Regions from separate parts of the Mus musculus genome. Here all the other regions are linked to region 3. The links are chromatin contacts, called in public HiCAR-type, HiChIP or PLAC-seq and promoter capture Hi-C maps. All regions are on one chromosome and are shown on one strand. Each heading gives the region's core, a stretch centred on a gene start, on an enhancer-like site or on the middle of the called end of the contact. The rest is flanking DNA. Distances are from core to core; before and after follow the strand shown. Region 1 overlaps Ap4s1 (adaptor-related protein complex AP-4, sigma 1). Region 2 holds the start of Hectd1 (HECT domain E3 ubiquitin protein ligase 1). Region 3 holds the start of Foxg1 (forkhead box G1). Region 4 holds the start of Dtd2 (D-tyrosyl-tRNA deacylase 2). Region 5 holds the start of Nova1 (NOVA alternative splicing regulator 1).

Region 1 (2,700 bases), core at 89-2,588, 2.4 Mb before region 3:
AGAGGGCACTGGCAGTGAGGAACTAGAAAACTAGACTCCCTGAGAATCCTTTCATCTGAGCATCTAATTATGGAGCAAGATGGTTGCCATGGTTGGATGTTTCTTAATTTTACATTTGAAACCTGAGATTCTGTTTTTAAAGAGCTGTTTGAAAAAAAAGAAACAACTGCTTCAAAGGAAAAACTTCATTGGACAAATTGGTGATTAGAAACACCAGTGAGTTTATAATTAGTGAATATTTGCCAAACAAATCATTGCCTGACATTGTTCAATTCCTGATATTCAAAGTCTCTATTGTACTTGTTCAGTGAAGTCTGAATACAGAGAATGGGACAGCCTGTGAATGACTTCAGTTTCCATTAGACTCTGTTAACATCTCATTAAGTTCTGTGCAAATAGCCCTCTAGCAGAATAAACTTTTTCAGGAGCCGATGGGAACTGTCCCTAAGTGACCCAGAAAAAAAAAAAAAAACCTTTGCTCTGATATACCTATTAATAATATCTTCCAATTATATAGATGATTGCTTTGTCCTAGGCCAAAGTAGGACTGGAATGAAGTTAGGTTCAGCTCTGTTCATCAGAACCAGTGGCCAGAGTTTCTAAGCTACAAAATGGGAACCCAGTCAGGCAAATTGAGCTGAAGCTGGGCTTGGGTGCAGCTCAGTGGGCAGTGCTTGCCTGGCTAGCGCTTGTGACACCCTGGGTTTGATCCCAGCGCCCTCTAAACTAGGAGCAGGAATGCACACCTGTAATCTCCACTCTGGGGAGGTGAGGACAGGAAGGATCACAAGTTCAAGGTCATTTTCCACCTCAAAGCAAGCTAGAGGCCTGCCTGGGATAGACAGCAGCAGCCTGTCTCAAAAAATAAAAAGAAGGTAAGCAGCTCGGGTGGCTGAATGAAACAGGCCCTTGGGCTCTGTAGGCATGGAGAGCAGTGGGCTTTAATGGCTTATTTTCCTGGTCTCTGTATCAGGAAATCCCATTTTATCTGTTTAAATTGTCTCACTGATCAAACTCCTACATCTTCAGCAAAACAAACAGCCGTTGTTTGGATGTCTCCTTGAACAACTGCGGAGTGTTCTGAAACTCGAATCAGACTTTATTGCTGAAGCATATCAGCCACTGGCACCCCCACATTGCAAGGACAAGGTCCTGTGGCGAGCCTGTCTTTCCCAGCCTCCTGGAAACACGAGTGAGCCAGTGAGGTCATGTCTTGTGAGCTCACAACTGCCTGGCTATCTGGCTGGAGTCCTAACGAGCAAACCCAGACCGGATCTCAATGCAAAGCAAAGGCCTGACATCTGACGGCTCCCTGCAGTCACATGCCTCCTTTAAAATAGGAATCCAGCTGTTGTTCATATCTTGATTTGGATTATGAGCAACTTGTACACACTGGTGGAGCCAAGATTAGTAGTGTTTGGGCCATATGCCAGGGACCAAAAATGTATCCTATATGCCAAGCCTATATATCAAGGCAATAGACACAGGCAAATAGTTCAGCTCTGGCATTTGGAACAGGAGGAAGCAAGAATGAACTGGACTGTGGTCCATTAATTCAAGCAACCAGGGAAAGAACTTCCTTCAGCCTGGGTTGAACATGACTGACCCTGAAGACCACATACAACTTTACTAAATCCCAGGTTTCTCAACATGGAAACCCAAGAACATGGATTTCTAAGGAAGGCAAACTGTAACAGAACACTAGATGTGACCTACACACAGAGCTGATCTCCTGCTCCTAAAACATCGGCTTCTTCTATGTTTTATTTTCCTGATTAGGATCTTAGGTGGCCTCACTTGCCTTGAGCTTGCTATGGTAGTTGGAGATGGCCTTGACCTCCTGACCCTTCTGCCTCTGCCTTCCCACATACTCAGTCCTACAGGATTGTTAAATAAGAATATGGTGTGTTAATCGTCTTTAGTAAGTGAAAGAATGGAACAAAACAGGTCAAATGGAATTTCAGAACAACTGCAAGGCACAGCCCAGCCTAGACACCAAAATCACTTCTTCTAGGGAGATGGAGAGATGGCTCAACAGTTAAGAACACCACATAGCAGTTCACAAACATCTGTAACTCTAGAGCCAGGAGATGTGAAACCCTCTTCTGAACTCCTTTGGGTGTTAGGGACAGATGTGACACACAGAAATACATACAAACAAAACACCCAAATGCATCAAATCTAAAAAAAAAAAAAAATTTAAAGTATGAATATAAGCTGTGGGTTTGTCTGTGTTTCTTACTAGCTTGCTTTCCTGGGGTTGACGCAGAGCCTTAGGAATGCTAGGCTAGTGCTCACCCAGTGGACCACGCCCAGCTCAGCACCGGGGGAGACGAGCCCTAACTCCTGCTGCTTCGTGAAACTTGTTACTACTTTTGACTAACATAACCAAGACGCAAGGGACAACGTGAGTAGGACGAGACAGAGAGAGGGCTTTGGAAGAGATAGTAGCAGAAGGAGTGGTACCTTGGATGTCAGAGAACACATGCAAAGCTAAGAGCTGGGGGTGGTGCGTCACAGTCAGCACTCGGGAGGATGCTGTGAGGCGCTTATTCCACATAGGGCGACTGAGGTGCTCAGTCTCAGGGGGACGGTTTGCTCAGTGGACACCACTGCACCAAGGGGACTGGAGTGAGGGTTTCAACAAGCCAGAACTCCTGAATTGATTTCTCGTGTTTGGGACATTCCTGTTTAAATCCC
Region 2 (2,700 bases), core at 99-2,598, 2.4 Mb before region 3:
TACTCAGGAAGGAAGCCCTCTTGTTAGCATACTCAGGAAGCTGAGGCAGGAGGATATTGACTTTAGGCCAGCCAGGGTTACATAAGCATACCCACTTCAAAACAACAAGAAAAACAAAAAGTAAAAAACAAAACCAAATAAAAAAATCCAGTACAACAAAACAAAACAAAACACAACACAACACCAAATAAATGAGCTACCAAGCTATAAAAACTCACAGAGGATCCTTAAAGAGTGTTAGTGAATAATTCCAACTAGAAACGATATTTTGGAAAGGGCAAAACCATAAACAAAGAGATCAGTGGGAACTCTCTGTCCTTAGCCCTACCTGGCCAGGAACACATGATACAGAACAGGGTAGCCATAACTTATTCTCTGTACTTTCTGTTCAATTTGCTGTGGATCTAAAACTCTTCTAATGAAAACTTTTCCGGGTGTCTCTAATGTGCCGCCAGGGTTGAAAACTACTAGCCTCGGTCTTTGCATACAGTTCTTTCCTAAAATTAGGTATCTACTGCTATTTTGTTGTTGTTGTTCAAAGGATGAGTTCAGTATGGAGTCTTTTTCTTCCTCTTTTTCTCTCCCTTGGCTGCTCCTTCTTCATCACCACCGTCGCCGCCCTGTAGCCCAGACAAGTCTCGACCTCATTTTGTAGCCAAGGATGACCTTGAACTCCAGCCTCCAGTTCTCTAGTGTCACGGTTACGTGAGGACTCCACTAGCAGCGGCTAGTATTTGATTTTTCAACGCCCATGAAATAAAAGTTTGACGGGAATAACTACGGAAGTACAAGTGACCACGAGCCGAAGGCAACTGTGTGGGAAGTCCTCGATGCTGGCTGCTTCCCGGGACTCCACGGTGGGCAGGCAGGAGGCACGAGTTCCCGCAGCCGTCCTGGTCCCATCTGCGCCGAGGCGATAACGCCCGGCTGCGCAGCGCTCGCCGAGTTCCCAGGCTCGCTGGGAAGCGTTCTGGTAAACCGCTGGCTTTAAAAGTCCGGAGGAGGGGGTGACCCGGGCACGCCGAGCGCCTGCGAGACGGTGGCCTCCGTTCCGCAGGACTCCGGAGCGGCTCGCGCCGGGCGAGACGGGCGGAGCGTGCGCGGAGCAGCTGCTGGCGGCGCGCGCGGATTGACAGCGCGGCGACTCGGGCGCCGGGAGGCCGGGCTGAGGAGAGCCGTAGCCGACCGCCGAAGGAGCCCGGCGCCCCCCGTCGTCGCCCCGTGCCGCGGGGTCCGGCCTCCGCAGCGCCCCAGGTGGCCGCGGGCAGGGCGGCCGGGAGGCGTTCGCTCCGCCTCCGCCGGCGCGGCCTTCACCAGCCTCCCCGCCCGGCGCTCGGCCGACCCTTCTCCTGCCCCCGCCCGGCTGGCGATGGACGCGGCGTCTCCCCGCTGCCGCCGACGGCCCCGCGCGGACCTGGCTCTGAACCGCAGGGTCTGAGGAGCCGCGTGCTGGGGTCGGGACCCGCGCTGGCTGCCGCCGCTCGGGGGAGCCTCTCGCTTCCTTGTCACCGGGTCCCCGCGGAGGAAGGGGAGGGACGAGACACGGCTTTTCCTGTGCCGCCTGCCTGGCTCGACCTGCGCGGCCTGCGGTTTCCTAGGAACTCGAGGGCCGCGGCCGGGCCAGGCTCTGCCCGCGGCCTGCTTGGAGCTGGACCGGAGCTGTTTGGTACGGCGAGCCAGGGTAAGAGCCTGCGGTCAGGGTAGGCGGGGGCGCTAGGCGCTGTCGGCAGGCTGGGCCTGCGCGAGGATCCGGGCCGCCGAGTCCAGCGGCGGGCGCGGAGCTGGACCCCAGCGCGGTGAGGTCGGTCTTCCGCCGTCGCCTCTGCGTATCGGGCCCTTTGTTCCCCTCTCCGGGCCTTACGGGGCTTGGCTTGTTGGCTTCGGAGCTCCGGCTACGCGCTCCTTGTCCTTGGTAAGGCTCAGCCGCCCGGCGGGGACCGGGGACGTCCCGCTGGGCCTCCGAGTTCCGGGAGACCCGCACCCCAGCCGCTCGGCGGCTTCCTCTTGAGCTCGCAGGTTTGCTGCTTCTCTAGAACTTCGCCCTCCGCCCGGAGGCAGGTAGCTAACTTAGCCAGGTTGGCTGTCAGCGTCGCGGCTCCGGCCTTGATCAGGCCGAGGACGATGGGGCAGCCCCGCCGGGCGCGGCCGATGGGTGCCCACCGCGACCCGCCTCTAGGTTCCCACACCGGCAGGTGGATTGCGTGGGACGCAACGCTGTCCTTTGGTCGGGCATCTAGAAGCTTTTGTAATGACTTGCCTGCCTAGACTACTTCTCAAAAAATTTTTTACATAAAAACTAACTGCCCCATCCTATGGGAGAAAGAATGTCTGCCTGTCTGTCCGTCTGCCTGGGGGGGGGTGGTAACCTGTTAGTTGTATTTACTTTAGCATCAAGCCCCCCCCCCAAAAAAAAAAAAGTTTTAAGAACATTTGCCTAGATTACCAGAAGTTCTTATCAGTATTTACTTCCGCATAGGTAGATTTCATATCTAATTACTGTTTGTATTTGGGCATATTTTAGGAGTAAGTTTGAGAATTCAAAACTCGTGAGAAGGGAAATTCAATCCGAAGAAGAATTGGATTGGAAAGTGGTCTTTAAAACTACTGGATCTGACCCGTATCTGAAGCTCCGATTTTTGGTGGAGTTTGGGGGGAGGTTGCAGGAAGAAGTTGACTGGTAAAAGAACTTTTTTGTACATG
Region 3 (2,700 bases), core at 144-2,643:
GGGGCGCGGGGGGAGCGGGCAGCGGAGGCGGCACTGAGCGCTCCGGCAGCAGCGCAGTTGGACCGCAGGCTCCGGCGCTGGCAAGGCATGTAGCAAAAGCTGCAACCACCCCTCAAGAATTAGAGAGAGAAAGAGAGAGGGAGAGAGAGAGAGAGAGGGAGAGGAGATAGAGAGAGAGAGAGAGAGAGAGAGAGAGAGAGAGAGAGAGAGAGAGAGAGAGAGAGAGGGAGGCTAGAGGCAGAAGCAACCCGTCGCCCGGGGTGCAGCGCCCCGCTCCGTTCCGCGCCCGGCCTCCCCCTCCCCCGCTGCCTCCTCCTCCTCGCGCCGCAGCAGTCACAGCAGCAGCAGCGGCAGCCCGAAGGGGGGGAGAGCCGGGCGGCGGGCGGGCGCGTCCCGGAGCGGCCGCAGCGAGGCTAGGAGACAGCGATCGAGGCAGCTATAGCCACAATTAATTTTCCGAGCTACAGGCGCACACTAGGGCTGTAAAAAAATTTTTGGTTTAACCTTTCCTACTGCCGAACCAATCAGTGCCGCCGGCGTGCAGGAGCGTCTGGCTAGCCGTCGACCAATCGGGGGCCCAGGGCCCGCCCATCCCCGCCCCGCCCCGGCCCCGCCCCCCGCTCACCGCCCCCTCCGGGTGGCGGGGCCCAGGCCTGGAGCCGCGGGGACCGGCGGGAGATCGCCCACCCGGCCAGGATTAGCGTGGGGCGTGCGCCCCGGGCCGCGGCCGCTCGACTGTGGCCTCCTCCCTGTATGGGATTATTTTCCTTTGCGCGTCAATATTTATCCTTATTGATTAAAGTTTGTATCCAATTTTGTCTGGAAGAGCGGGGCGGGGGGCGCGGCGGAGGGGCGAGCTGCGAGGGTGCGGGAGAGGGCGTGAACCCTGGGGACGCGGCGGCCCCGGCAGCGCCCTGGGAGCGAGCGGGCCAGCAAGCTCCGGAGAGCCGGGCATCGGGGGAACGGGGCCTGGAAGGTGGGGCGGGGGCGGCCACGGCCAGGCCGGTACTTACAGCTTCCTGCGGCCCGCGGCGAGCTCGGCTGTGAAGCTGGGCTGAGGGCGGCGAGCGGGGGCGGCTGAGCGGTGGGTGCGTTCTGTGGAGGCCTTCCACGCACGCGGGCGGGCGGGCGGAGAGCTGCCCCGGGCGAGCACAGACCCAAACAGTCCCGAAATAAAGCAGGTAACACGTGTGTTCTCCCTCCGTCTCGCTTCACTCCCAGAGTCGCGCTCACGCGCGGGTGACCCGGTGGCAGTTGTCTCCTCGGGCACTCCACCTCCTCTTCAGCTTCTAGGCAGTACTGGAAGCCGGTAGCCGCGATCGATCATCCTGGAAATATTTTCATTTTGCTTGACATTGAAGAAAATATGAGTGGGCGTCTACTTCCGTTTTTTTTTTTTTTAAATCCTATGTTTGCTCCTTTTTCCCATTTCACAAATACTTTATCTCTTTAAAACCTCAATCTTGAAACACCAGTAGGGCGAAATCAGCTCTTACCCTTCTTGGATGCTGCTGGAATGCTCTGGGGAGCCCAAGGAAGGTGGATTTGACAGTCCTAGCTTCTGGGGTTTGGGGGATGGTTTGGTGGGGAGGTTGAAACGAGTGGGTAGCTTGTAATTCAAGGCCTTTAAAAAGATCGCGGCCAGGGCCAGGGCCAAGGCCCAGCATTTCCCAGGGATTGGAATTTAGTGCGGAGCACACAGATCACAAATCCTCACTGGCTCAAAGCGCGCCACGTTGTAAGCAGAGGCCGTAGCCAGAGAGGAGAGGGAGGTGGAGACACATAGGTCACGAGTATCTTTCCCCTCCTCTTTAAGGTAAAATACTCTACCCATGCCAGCATTCATTTTGATGAGCTCTTAGCTAAATGATCTCTCAGTCTTGATATAAAAAAAAAAAAGGAAGGAGAAAAAACAGGGCCTATGTGTGGTACTAAAATCTACCAGAAACATGCAATACTCAAAATAATAGGGAGTTATTCTGATGTTCTCACCCCCCAAATTTGAAATGGGGCGCAGAAAGAGGGGAGGGAAAGAGAGGGAAACGCTAGCGAAAATTATCCACAATTACAAATAGCTAGCAAATTTTATATCTATTGGAGTGTTGTAAGAGATCTTTGATTATTTGTCCCCAAATATCCTTCCACTGCTTGGATCTCTTCCTACATATCCGCTGACTTTAAAACAAGCTATGCATGACGGAAAAGGCCAGGGTTCTAGCAATCAGCTTTGCAAAACACATTGGTGCCAAAGGTTGATTTCTAGGCTTGGGGTTTCTCACGGAGCCTGGCGACGTGATGAGCTTTGCCAACCTAGCTAGAGAGATCTGTGAGCCTGGGTTGTCTTGTTCATTTCCCTTCCCACTCTTTTCTCCTCCTCAGGCCCATTTTCCCTGGTGGTTCCTCAATGCGCTTGCCTTCCTTCCTCCTCCCCTCTCCCTTCTTCCCCTTTCACTAACCCACCCCTTCTCCCTCCCTCCTTTCCTCTCCCCTTCACTCCTCCACCTACTCCTCCCCATCCCCCAGCCCCCCTTCTCACCACCGCTTATAATGGCTCCCGGGGCTCCCTCAGAGGTGGACGGCCCGGTACGTTTTCGTAGTCGGTCTAGCGTGAAATGATTCGGTGTAACCGGATTCTTGGGAAAGGACAGGTTACGTAAACATTTACTGATGTGGAGTAACTATACTATTTGTACTCTGATA
Region 4 (2,700 bases), core at 111-2,610, 2.6 Mb before region 3:
GGGGGTTGAGACAGGGTTTCTCTGTATATCCCTGGCTGTCCTGGAACTCACTCTGTAGACCAGACTGGTCTCGAACTCAGAAATCCGCCTGCCTCTGCCTCTGGAGTGCTGGGATCAAAGGTGTGTGCCACCACTGCCCAGCTATAAAATGATTTTCATTGCTACTTTATCACTGTAATTTTGCTACTGTTATAAATAAAATGTAAATCTCTGTGTTTCCCAATAGTCTTTGTAAGACACCGAAGCTGGGCCGCCACTCAAGTCCCGGGATGAGCTGGCCAGCACCCCAGTGACCCGAGAGAAAACCACACCTGATGCAAACTGCAAGAGGTTTTATTATCAGTTAGCTGAGGACAAAGTCCCTCTGCCATGCAGGGCAGGGGAGTTTGACCCTGAGCAGTGACAGTAGGGGGCTTTTAACAGCTAGCTGAGGAATTGGGAGGAGTTGGGAGGAGAGTTGGGAGGAGTTGAGAAGAGTTGGGAGGAGTTGAGAAGAGTTGGGAGGAGTTGGAAGGAGTTGGGAGGAGAGTTCTTCTCTTCCAGGTGTCCTTGGTGAAATTTACAAGGCAGGAGTGAGGAGTGAGTTCTTTCTGAATTTTTATCTCCCGTGTCCTCGGCACAGGAAGGCAGGCATCTCTGGTTGTAAAGTATAGAAACAAAAAGGCTTTTTGCTGGCTATAGTGAACAAAGAGCTTCTTTCTGGCTGTATTTTTAGAGATCAGGGAAAACAAGCTTGGGGAACGTCCCAGGGGCTTTACCTTCCAGGGAGAAATGCTCTAAATCGGGGTCCCACATCTTAGGTGCTCCCTTCTATAGTTGCATCTGTCCCCCACCCACAGGTTAAGTTCCCTCTCTGCCTGCTTTGAGATCAATTGATCTCATTCTAGTTATGTCTTTATAATAAATATAGAATGGATTTAACTCTGACTTACATTCTTTCCAATACCTGGAAACCTAAGCTTTCTGAAATGAAAAATATTTCTTCAAAAGCTATGAAGCAGGTAGCAGAGCAGGATGGGGTGGGGTGGGGCTGTGGGCGGGCACACATGTAATTCCTGCAATTGGGAGAAGGAGTTCAGTTCAAGGTCAGCCTCAGCTATGTGGTTATTGCGACCAACCCCGACTCTATGAGACCCTACCTCCAAAAACAAAACTAAAAACGAGGCATTCGAGGATGAGATTAGGTTAAAGAAGGAGGGAGAGAAGGAGAGACAGAGATCTCTAAACAAAAACCCTCCAAGAGACTGAAGCTTCAAAGCTCCAAAGCTGGTCAATTCCACATCCGGGACTCCGGAGAGCCAGGCGGAGGCCCCGCCCACTTAGGTGGGGCCACGAGCAGTGGGAGGCGCCTACCCGAGCATGCGCAGTGCGGACCCGCGCCATGGCGGACGGTGGTCGTGTGGCCCAGGCTCGTGCGCTCCTGCAGCAGTGCCTGCACGCTCGCCTGCAAGTGCGCCCGGCCGATGGAGACGCCGCGGCGCAGTGGGTGGAGGTAACGCCCGGCCCTATCCGCGGAACCGTGCCGGTCTTCCTGTCATCTTTCGTGAGATGAAGAGCTTGTCCCTTTCCGTCTGCCCACTTTAGTGGGCTGCCTAGCTGTCTCTTTGGACTTGGCGTCTGGTGGTGGCCTGTGCCCCACTGGTTCGCTCTGCAGCTCTCAGCCTGCGGATGATCTTTCTGCCTTAGTATATTAAGTGTTGAGGTAACAGCGTGAGCCATCTCGCTTCTCAGAATTTTCAGGGAATCTCACCGCCAGTAGATCCTTAGATTCCATTATCCCGCAATGCGGGGCTGCTCACCACCACCTGTAACTCCAGCTCGGTCGGATCTGATGGCCTCCTCTAGGCGGGACAGACACCTGCCGTTGTACACAGACACACAAGTGCACATAGTTAAACAAAAATCTTTTCCCAGGTAATTCAAGTATGAGTGCAGAGCTAGCTATATTTACACAGAAAACCATTAGAACCAGAAAGATATAGCTGAACGTAATGTCGCTAACAGTTAAATTGAGTCTCAAACATGTATAAAGCTTTGGAAGTTAAAGCATGAAATATAACTGTGTGTCTGCCTTCCCATTTATTTTTATGTAGCATTTGATAAACACCTGGGTTGTATTTACTGTGAGCTCAGCGCTGTTTTAAGCAGTTTGCAGTTATTAATTCATTTAATCTTTGTGGTGGCTTCTGAATCAAGTGAGCCAAGGAAATTAACATACAATCGATTCCCTCAGTGGTAGCAACGAAGTCATTTATCACTTGTTTATTTTCTTGTAGACTGTCTTACAGGAACTAGTAAACAAATATTCAAGTCATTATGTAAAATGAGAAGGTGTATATTCCTGATAACAACCAACCTTTTCCTACAGAACTTATCATAAATGTAATTTTCAAAGCCCAATCATTGGGTTTTCTTCAGGCATTGACCACGGTAACAGAAAAAGCAACTGAACAGTTCCTGGAATTTGTAAAAATAAGACAAGACCCCATGTAGAAATACCACTCTGTTTAAATGACTTAGGGGAAAATACAAAGTAACATCAGAGGACACTACTAACACTGTTGCTTATTCAACAGCCCCATGTGGGAAAAGGAGGATCATTTGATGTTGAATAAATCAGCCTGTAACTTTCTGTGGGCCTGGCAGAATTTGGGGGAGGCTGTCTGAAAACTGCTGGCTCAGTAGAAATAAATGCAGGCA
Region 5 (2,700 bases), core at 191-2,690, 2.6 Mb after region 3:
CCCGGATTCCTAGCATCAGGACTTAAAATACTAACTTGATGCATGACCTTGAACAAAATACCCTGAGTCACTTTCCTTATCTACAGAAGGACTGGACTAGATAACCTCTAGGGTCTTTTATAATGCTAGCTTAGCCACACTTCCCGCATCCCCCTCCCGCCCCCTCCAGTGTGGAAGGGCTGAGGATCAGGATCCTGAAACCGCCCGAAGCTATGTAAGTCGTGGGTGCCCAGATGCCTTCATCTGTGTTTCGTGCAGTGTGTGAAGCTGCGTACACCCTCAGCTGTTGCCTCTTCAGTTTGCCTCCCGGGTCCCTGTGGAGACCACATATCGCTTTATTTATTTATATCCTGGCTTGCTCCCGAAAGCACATAAGGCGCCAAGACACAGTAAGTCCCCGACAGTGTCACACGGTGCGAGAAAGAAATCCTCTGATGACATCTCCTTTAGAAAACCGCCTCCCAGAGATGCTAATGAATGCCTTTTGCCGAACTCTCCGGGTCCCAGCTGGGTTTCTGGTCTCCTGCCTGAGCCGTCCACCCCTCCCCGCGGTCACTCAGACGCCCTTCCCGGACTAGCCCAAACTGTCACCACCAAGTCCCAGCTGGACCAGGATCCCGCCCGGCTCCCTCGCTCGGCTGTCATTGGCTGCTGCTGCCGTCACTCCCCGCACGGCTCCGCCTCCCCGCCTAGCGCGTTTTGTGGACCCCTGGGTTTCCGCGGCAAGCCGCTGACGTTTGCCTGAGCGGCGTTGCCTGGGCCCCGCGACCTTTCACCCCGCCTCCCCGCGGGAGCGCCCCGGCCCGCTCCGCGCCCCCGCCAAGCCCGCGCGCCCCCGCCAAGCCCGCGCGCGCCCGCCGCCCCGCAGGCGGAGACTCCGGCGCGGAGGCCGGCCCCGCGCGGCGCGTGTGGGAGTCGCGGCCCCTCGCGGCCCCCGCCCGCCGCCCCCCACGCGCGGGAGACACGATGAGCGCGGGCGGGCGGCAGCGGCGCGGAGCAGCGCAGGCGGCACACGCGCCCAGGCAGCGGCGGCGGCGGCAGCAGCGGGAGCGAGCGCCGCGTTAGCCGGGTCCGCCGCTCCGGCCGCCCGCGGCCGCTCCTCCTCCCGCTCATTCACTCGCCCTCCTCCCGGCCGCCCGCGCCTCCTCCGCTCATTCACTCCCGCTCTGCCCGCCGCTTTCTTCTCCTTCTTCACCCTCCGGCTCCCACACCCCCTCCATTCCCGCTCCTAGCCGACACTGCACTGCAGCTGCTCCGCGCCCTGCCCCCTCCCCAGTGAGCACATCAGCCACACTGCTCGCCGCCTCAGACTGCTATTGATCCGATTAAAGAAAAAAAAAAAAAAAAAAAGAAAAAAAAAAAAAAAACCTTAGCAACCCCAAACGAGAAAAAAAAAAAAAAAAGCCAAAACAAAAGGGAGCCGCTTCTCCCGGTGCAGCGGCAGGAACTGCAAGCATGATGGCGGCAGCTCCCATTCAGCAGAACGGGACCCATACGGGGGTTCCCATAGATCTGGACCCGCCGGACTCGCGGAAAAGGCCGCTTGAAGCGCCCCCTGAAGCCGGCAGCACCAAGAGGACCAACACGGGCGGTGGGTATCGCTTCCGCCTCCCGCCCCGTCCCCGCCGCCCTCCCGCGCCGTGGCCGCTGCCGCCGGCCGTCCCGCGCCCCCTCCCCTGCACCTGCCCCGGCCCCGTCTCATCAAGATGGCGACCCGGGGTTCTGAGCCGACCCGCTCGCCCCAGCCGGTGCTGGCCCCGGCGACAGGGTCCGCTCCCAGGGCCGCCCCCCGCGAGAGGTGATGGCCGCCTGAAGATGCGCGCTGCATTTAACAGTCTGATCAAATAAATAAATAAATGGCACTTGGGTAGCGGCTTGCAGATGCTGGGGGCACCGGAGACTTTTGCCTCTGTTCATCCCCTTGCTCTGGGCCACAAGTAGTATGCAAAATCTTGATGAGTGCATGCCCTGAGCGCACTTACATGGTCGGTACAAATATCGCATTGATTTGTCTTCAAGGGTATGCATACGAGGGGGGTGTCTGGTACGGTGACTTGTTAGTTAACATCCTGCGCTTCCTCGGAAGATGAGTTATAACGGGACCGCTATCGCTTCTTCATTTGCACTGGAGTCATCTTAACAATGCATCCAATGCATCGAAGCAGAGGTGAATTTATCTCCAGCATATACATTAGAAATGGATGGGGGTCTTGTGAGTGGCACATCGCAAAAAATTCGGAATACTCGTTCCCAGTAAAGAGCTGGATTTACCGCGAAGTTTCCTATTTAAGACGTGATCAGGTTGACGGAAACTAAAGTTTATGGAGTTGGCTTTATTTTCTGAAACATTTCATTTTTCTTTTTTTTTTTTCACGGCTCATCGAACCTCCCCCCGCCCCCGTCTCCGTTTTATGGTTCTTTTGGAGATGGAGCGTTATCTATTTGGTGACTTTGGAGTGTATTTAGAATAAATAACTCGTAAGCTTTTTAGTATTGGCAAGATTCTTCTTAAGGTCTTTTAATTAATGAGCTTAGCCGAGATCATAGTAGACTTAGAAGTGCCGCGGAAATACATCGGGATTACTTAGATTCTCAGTCCACCACATTGACGCTTTTTTTCCCCTTGGCAGTTTCTCACGGCTTGGAATACTCCCTACAGTTTGGGTGGACTATTTTGCAGGAAGATGGTTGTTTTGTATA

The links. Promoter capture Hi-C pulls out the DNA fragments that hold promoters and counts their contacts. HiCAR-type assays count read pairs that join an accessible place to other places. HiChIP or PLAC-seq counts read pairs in DNA pulled down with a chosen protein or histone mark.
Region 1: a contact with region 3 is called in a promoter capture Hi-C map of embryonic stem cells, with 4 times the contacts expected there. The contact joins the enhancer-like site here to the promoter of Foxg1 in region 3. A contact is called at or near these places in 4 of 39 promoter capture datasets (cranial neural crest, embryonic stem cells, hippocampal neurons and 1 more), 3 of 484 Hi-C or Micro-C datasets (cerebral cortex, cortical neurons and embryonic somatosensory cortex) and 6 of 115 datasets of contacts at active chromatin or transcription factors (the NIH/3T3 cell line, astrocytes, embryonic forebrain and 3 more).
Region 2: a HiCAR-type map of astrocytes shows a contact between it and region 3, with 7 times the contacts expected there. The contact joins the promoter of Hectd1 here to the promoter of Foxg1 in region 3. A contact is called at or near these places in 1 of 484 Hi-C or Micro-C datasets (embryonic stem cells) and 1 of 115 datasets of contacts at active chromatin or transcription factors (astrocytes).
Region 4: a contact with region 3 is called in an H3K4me3 HiChIP or PLAC-seq map of embryonic forebrain, with 2.4 times the contacts expected there. The contact joins the promoter of Dtd2 here to the promoter of Foxg1 in region 3. A contact is called at or near these places in 2 of 39 promoter capture datasets (cranial neural crest and hippocampal neurons) and 2 of 115 datasets of contacts at active chromatin or transcription factors (astrocytes and embryonic forebrain).
Region 5: a HiCAR-type map of astrocytes shows a contact between it and region 3, with 2.7 times the contacts expected there. The contact joins the promoter of Nova1 here to the promoter of Foxg1 in region 3. A contact is called at or near these places in 1 of 484 Hi-C or Micro-C datasets (embryonic stem cells), 1 of 115 datasets of contacts at active chromatin or transcription factors (astrocytes) and 1 of 9 other capture datasets (liver).

What each region holds. Positions count from the first base shown.
Region 1 is chr12:51,734,624-51,737,323 of GRCm38.p6, reverse strand. All of the region lies in intron 5 of Ap4s1 (adaptor-related protein complex AP-4, sigma 1), which reads right to left. Among named protein-coding and RNA genes, the nearest start is that of Strn3, 44 kb to the right of the region's middle. Within about 2 kb of position 1,338, at least 107 of the 459 cell types and tissues checked have an H3K27ac peak or open chromatin away from gene starts, as enhancers often do. A contact at or near this core is called in the NIH/3T3 cell line, astrocytes, embryonic stem cells and 1 more, where this site is marked.
Region 2 is chr12:51,828,184-51,830,883 of GRCm38.p6, reverse strand. Hectd1 (HECT domain E3 ubiquitin protein ligase 1) reads left to right here and starts at 1,348. Exons shown (of 43, transcript NM_144788.2): 1 at 1,348-1,681. Gm5785 reads right to left here and starts at 2,699. Exons shown (of 4, transcript XM_011244243.2): 1 at 2,616-2,699; 2 at 1,655-2,029; 3 at 329-1,594. The coding sequence starts at 2,699. The coding sequence ends at 743.
Region 3 is chr12:49,381,700-49,384,399 of GRCm38.p6, reverse strand. It overlaps Foxg1 (forkhead box G1), which reads right to left and starts at 1,393. Exons shown (of 2, transcript NM_008241.2): 1 at 1,014-1,393; 2 at 1-99. It overlaps Gm34304 (predicted gene, 34304), which reads left to right and starts at 2,572. Exons shown (of 2, transcript NR_168648.1): 1 at 2,572-2,583.
Region 4 is chr12:52,005,167-52,007,866 of GRCm38.p6, reverse strand. Dtd2 (D-tyrosyl-tRNA deacylase 2) reads left to right here and starts at 1,360. Exons shown (of 3, transcript NM_029545.3): 1 at 1,360-1,492. The coding sequence starts at 1,382.
Region 5 is chr12:46,817,507-46,820,206 of GRCm38.p6, reverse strand. It overlaps Nova1 (NOVA alternative splicing regulator 1), which reads left to right and starts at 1,440. Exons shown (of 5, transcript NM_021361.2): 1 at 1,440-1,591. The coding sequence starts at 1,456.